Regions from separate parts of the Hordeum vulgare genome. Here region 2 is linked to region 1. Evidence: chromatin contacts called from public Hi-C data. All regions are on one chromosome and are shown on one strand. Each heading gives the region's core, a stretch centred on a gene start, on an enhancer-like site or on the middle of the called end of the contact. The rest is flanking DNA. Distances are from core to core; before and after follow the strand shown.

Region 1 (2,958 bases), core at 23-2,522:
CCTCGTTTGATGCCCGAAGATACTGCTCACCATACAACCGGATGACCAACTTGGCAAACCTACGGACGGACTCCGTGGTTGTATCTTCCCCAATGCGAAGATACTCGTCGGTGTAATCCGCGGGTATGCCATAAGCGAGTACCCGCATTGCCTCCGATATCTTTTGATATGCACTAAACCTCATGATACCGGCGGCGGATCTACGACGTTTAAAATAATAGGAGGCGGCCTCACAATCGGTGACAATCTTCACAAACAAACTACGACGCATCCGGTACCTTCTGCGAAAGAGACGAGGAGGATATGTAGGTACCTCCGCGAAGTAGTCTCGCATCAAATGCTCGTGTCCGAGAGCGCGGTTCCGGTAGATGGTGAGTCGCCCCATCTTCGACCCTCTCCTCTGATCCAAAAGCTTCACGCGGTCTTCAAACGCTTGCACGTCGACGAGGAGGCTCATCATATCGACGTCGTCGTCTTGCAACAACTCGTCAATGTCCGAATCGTCGGATGACGACCAATCCAACGAATCCGACAACAGAGTCCATCTACATACCAAGTGGCTACAATTAGTGCCAATGAAGCAAAAATTAAAAACTTAAAAAGTAAAAAAAAATCTCACCGGGGCGGGGCGCGGGTGGGCGGTGTCCGGGGCGGGGCGGGGACGCGGCCGAGGAGCGGAGGGGCGGCGGGGCGGCGGCCGGGGCGCGGTGGGCCGGCGGGGGCGCGGAGGGCGGCGGCCGAGATGCGGAGGGCGGCGGGGCGCGGAGGGGCGGCAGCCGGGGCGCGAAGGAGCGGCGGGGCGGCGGCTGGGGCGCGGGGGGCGGCGGGGCTGCGGCCGGAGCGCGGGGGTCGGCGGCGGCCGATGCGGATTCCTCCCGCGTGGGGGAACCAACTGCCTCCTGTGCGAGGTGGGAAAATGAGTGCGGGTTGGGGGCAGTTTTCCCTCCCAACTCTCACTTCTACAGGCTGGGAAGGGGTTTGAGGGTTGGACCTCTAATTTTTTTTACGGGTTTAAGGTTTTAGGGTTCTAGTTTACGTCGTTTTTCCGATGAAAACTATAAAAAAACGGTTATTTTTAAGGGTTTACAAAGTGAGACCCTTGCACATGTCGTGAGGAATGAGAGTAATTTCGTTGTCTTTGAGGAAAGCGGCAAAAGGGTAGCGACCGCAATGTGGGTGGAAGTGCGTGCGTCCTTGCGTGGATCTGGAAAGAAGCCGTTCCTCGGTTCTTGCCGCACCGCATCCGTCCAAGCGCAACCGTCTCCTTCGACTCGCCCCGGATCCTGGTCCGACCCTATCGATCGAAGCCCCACCCCCGCCCGACGCAGGAGACCGCGGCCGCCACTGACCCATCCCCACATACCACACACGTATCCCCCACCTCCTCAGATCCGAGCGCCATGGCCGCCCACCTCCACCTCCACCCGCATTGCTATGCCTACCGCTAGCGGCTTCATGGCCGCCGCCGCCTCCTGCCGGAACCCGCTCGTCTGGTTCTTCTCCCTCGCCGCCGCGCTCTTCTTCGCCTCCTGGTACCTCCTCCTCGACTCCGCCGCCGCCCCGGCCGCGCTCGATGCCCGCCGCCAGGGGCTCCCCTCCGCCTCTCCTGGCAGGAAATGCGATCCGGACAAGGCGCTGCTGCGCGTCTACATGTACGACCTGCCCCTCGAGTTCCACTTCGGCATGCTCGACTGGGAGCCCGGGAGCGGCGGCGGCCTTTGGCCGGACGTCAGGCACGGCGTGCCGGAGTACCCCGGCGGGCTCAACCTGCAGCACAGCATCGAGTACTGGCTCACGCTGGACCTCCTCGCCTCCGAGCAGGGCGCGCCCACGCCGTGCAACGCCGTCCGGGTGCGCGACCCCGCCAGGGCCGACGTCGTCTTCGTGCCTTTCTTCGCCTCCCTCAGCTTCAACCGCCACTCCAAGGTCGTGCCGCCCGCGCGGACCAGTGAGGACCGGACGCTGCAGCGGAGGCTGATCGAGTTCCTCGCCGCGCGGCCAGAGTGGCGGAGGTCCGGCGGGAGGGACCACGTCGTGCTCGCGCACCACCCCAACGGGATGCTCGACGCGCGCTACAAGCTCTGGCCCTGCGTCTTCGTGCTCTGTGACTTTGGGAGGTACCCACACAGCGTGGCCAACATCGACAAGGACGTCATCGCCCCGTACCAGCATGTCGTCGACGACTTCTTGAATGATTCCACCGGCTACGACGACCGGCCGACCTTGCTCTACTTCCAAGGCGCCATTTACAGGAAAGATGTGAGTACCCTTTGATGAAAGCTTACTAGTTTTAGCTTAAGCAGGGAATTAAAATCGTGGTATGATTGGTCAACTTCCATTTTAATAATGTAGCCATGGTTTAAATTTTTGCTTTGCATGGGTCCTTCTCCTATATAGATTTGAGAATCTTTGCCATGTACTGCTACTATTTAACTGATTTAAGTTTCAGTCAATAGCACGATCCTAAGCTAGCACAACCTCATCTGTAGTCTGTAGTCTGGACACCCTCCGTGGTACTTGATTTGGACTTCAATGATTCTGGCCACGGGGAATATGGTACTAGTTGCAAAGAAGTAATTGCCATTGGCATTGCCTTGTTCAGTATCCAGCTCAGCTCAGTTTGTTTGGCAATCACCTCAAACTGGTGTAATTCGTCTTGCTCATTAATCCAGCGAACTTTGGTATACAATCACTTCTGTCATGTGGCTGTTATCTACTTATAAGCCCTGTTTATGTTGTAGCTCTAGTGAGTCGGTTTAATGCTTAAGAGGTTCTATAATCTGATAAGGTTAAGAATCCAAAATTATGATTATGCCACTCTCACACATTTGTGGCGGTAGTGTATAATGAGGTTTATTAAGCAAGATATATGAATTATTGACTGTCTGAAAACCGAGGTCCTGAGAATATGTGATCTATGTGAAATATTGATGGTTCTCACGGTTGATGATCTTTTGA
Region 2 (3,294 bases), core at 637-3,136, 710 kb before region 1:
CTTCATAGGAATTTGCAAGCCCAACGATCACACACGATCGGGCGACTAAAAAGATAGAGTGAAAAAGGAAAAAAAATACCTTGGCTATATTTCAACCCGCACATCCCTGAGGCTGCGCAATTTAACCGTGGTTAAATAGTTAGGAGAACAGTATTATCTCAAATCTATCTAAGTTTAAATTTTCGAATTTGACATTGGTGTTTGTATTTTTCTAGATTTATTTCAGCTCTTTTGATGATGTGTGATCAGTGGGAGGAGACAATCCTGTTAACTACGAAAACATATATGACGACTTTGTTAATTTTAAAATATTATGCCAATTTAGTCATTTAAAGATGTTCATACATGTACGATGTAGATATGTGTGTTTATAAAGATAAAAGGATGTGCATATGTTTCGGTTTTCATTTGTGTTAAAAAAAATGCTCAGACGCACAAAATTACTTTTCTTAGTTCATGATTTCACATGCCTCTGGGCTTTGGTCGCTCCAGATGGCACGTAAATATATTCGCTCAAGTGTTGCATCTGATCATGTGAGGCGTACCAAAGTGTGGCATGTACATACCACGCCTAGTTCCAGCTAGATGTACATTATCCCTTTTTTGCGGGAATGCATATATACTACTCCCGTCGATCCATAATACTTCTTCCATTTATAAATATAAGTTTTTTTATAGATTTTAATATAAAGTGTATACGTGTAAAACAAGTGAATATATACTCTAAAATATTTTATATATTCTTATGTATTTTATATTAAAATCTGTAGAAATATTTATATTTAGAAACGAATGTGGAGTATAAGACAAATCTTGAAAAACGTCTTACATTATGGAATACATGTGATCAAATTTCGCTTGTGTACATGAACCTAGCGAAACCGCGTTAGCAAGCACACGCTCTCTTATCGATTAGAGTAAACCAGAATCTGAAATTTCTTGGCCTCATCAAAGCACGCACCACCAAGAAACCCGATCATAAGCAAAGGGTTATAATCAGCTGCAGAGGTGCACGGACGTGAACGCGAGATCTCCAGTAGATCGCAGCAGCTAGCAGAGCACTGAACGTAGACAGGCAGGGGCACGATTCAGACAGCGAAGCGGAATCCCTATGCTGCCAACTCCAGCCTACACCGCATGCGTTAACCCCAGGCGATTTAACAACGAAATCCGCCCGGGATCCACATAAGAAATGGCCATCGGATGCAGCGTCTGCCTGACCGGAGGGAGCACATCGCCCGCCAAGTGGCCATTGACAAATGGGTGGCTGGCTCGGTTTCGCGTTGCTGCTCCGTGTAACATGCAACTGTCTGCCGCAGCGGTTGTGCAGAGAACCTGGTACCCTTGGCTTGCGCTGGGAACTTTGGACGGGAAGATGGCAAGCGGCATGTGCATTTTTATCCCCGGCAGCGGGTAGCAGGGAGCGTTTTGGGGTGTTGCGCCAAGCAAGATCAGATCAGGCCCCTCGATTAGTGGCGACTCGTCGTCAATAAATGGCAACCACGCCATTGTCGGCCTAACCTCAAAATAATTGTTACTACAAACAAGTCACCCCAAGTTTTTGGGTAGAATGCCATAGTGCCTAATAGTACATACAGTAAAAAGAATACTACCCCATGTAGTACTATTGTGCAGTTCCGGCAGTCTTCTTGCTAATGAAGGCTGGCCGCAAATCGGAGCTCGTCATGTGCATATATCTGTAGTACGAATTTGGCCCTTCATTCACCCCAATGGTTTACATGAATAATTAACAGTTGATGGTCCCAAAGAGGCGTAGCAATTCAGGGCATGTTTTGGTGAATCAAGAAGTGAGAAAAAACCCTAAGCTGGCACCTCCGTGTATACGCACGCTTGTGCATACTACTTGTCCCTCCGCTCGGCAACATGACCAGGCTGGACTGACAGATACGACTTAACTAACTGGAGATGGGACACGTATACACGGCTCCGTATAAATACTACCACAAAACAGGAGATGTATAGTGTATCTTAAAAAGGACACCCTGTTTCAATCATTAGTACTGCATCCTTATATATGAATGTATAGTCTATAGCTCGTGGCAGATTGCAAGGTTGACTTGTCTCTAAACACGAGTTTACAAATATTAGATTTGGGCGATCAAATCCAGAAGATACTTTTCCTGCCAAAAAATAAATAAATCCAGAAGATGCTTGACTAAGTTTTTCCAACTGTAAAGTATATCCATGTTGCATAAGATGAGAAGATAAGTTAAAATTACATAATCCTCCTGTTGGTCGGGAATTTTTTTTCTTTTGAAAGATGTGGCCGGGAAAATTACTTAGAACCTAAAGTGGTAGTATCAATTGCGTCAATAATCGCAAAGTTGGAAGTGGCGCACATCCTTAGGTTTAATTTTTGGAAATCATAACCGGCTACGGCAGATATATGGCAGTTGCTAGCGAACGCCGTCTCTCCTGTTGGATTCGGTTGCACGAATCTTGGCATAACATTGGATCCACGTCAGATTTTTAAAATAGTTCGTTGTATGATAAATGCCAGCAAACATGTTAGAAATCAAAAACACTACACCACCACCGTTGTAGCTGGCCAGGCGCCCTCACACCTAGAAGACTTAGGGCTAGTTCTTTTGATAGCTTTTTTGGGCTTTTAGAATAAGCTACCCCTTACCCAGCTTATTCTAGAAGCCCAACTAATTTTTTTTCTTTTAAAAGCCTAACAATCAAGACTTGATTAGTAGGCTTCTAAAAGAATATATTTGATTGGGCTTGTAGAATAAGCTGAGTAGGGGTAGCTTATTTCAGCTTATTCTAGAAGCTACGAAAAGAACTGATCCTTAGGATTGAGTCCGAGGCTCCTTTTTTTCACCAGATGACATTTTATAGAAAAAATAATAGCATAGTAGTTTACAATTTTTTGAACTACGTCACATGACATTTTAAGAATCCCCCTTTTTAATTTTTTTGTACATGTCATTTTTCAAATTAAGAGATTGCATTTTTTATTTATTAAGGATGGGATTTTTATATTAAGAGATGGTATTTTCTATCTCAAGAGATGGCGTTTTTTATTTTAGAGATAACATTTTTATTATCAAAGAGATGACTCTTTTTGTGTGATGCTTAAATGTCATCATTTTTTAAATATGCAATTTTTTATTTAAGGGGGCGAGAGTGATGCATATTTTTATTTAAGAGATGTCATTTTTTATTAAGAGACGTCATTTATTATTTGAGAGATGATATTTTATATTAAAGAGATCACATTCTTTTGGGTGTTCCTTAAAGGCCTTTTTCACATGGTGGTTAAGTTAG

What was found. A called contact is a pair of places that touch in the nucleus more often than the background predicts.
Region 2: a contact with region 1 is called in a Hi-C map of seedling, with 5 times the contacts expected there. The contact joins the enhancer-like site here to the promoter of LOC123448753 in region 1. A contact is called at or near these places in 2 of 6 Hi-C or Micro-C datasets (leaf and seedling).

Annotation. Positions count from the first base shown.
Region 1 is chr4H:407,174,716-407,177,673 of MorexV3_pseudomolecules_assembly, reverse strand. LOC123448753 (probable arabinosyltransferase ARAD1) reads left to right here and starts at 1,272. Exons shown (of 2, transcript XM_045125750.1): 1 at 1,272-2,259. The coding sequence starts at 1,435.
Region 2 is chr4H:407,889,618-407,892,911 of MorexV3_pseudomolecules_assembly, reverse strand. No RefSeq gene overlaps it. Among protein-coding and RNA genes, the nearest start is that of LOC123448754, 190 kb to the right of the region's middle. Within about 2 kb of position 1,886, at least 3 of the 3 cell types and tissues checked have open chromatin away from gene starts, as enhancers often do. A contact at or near this core is called in leaf and seedling, where this site is marked.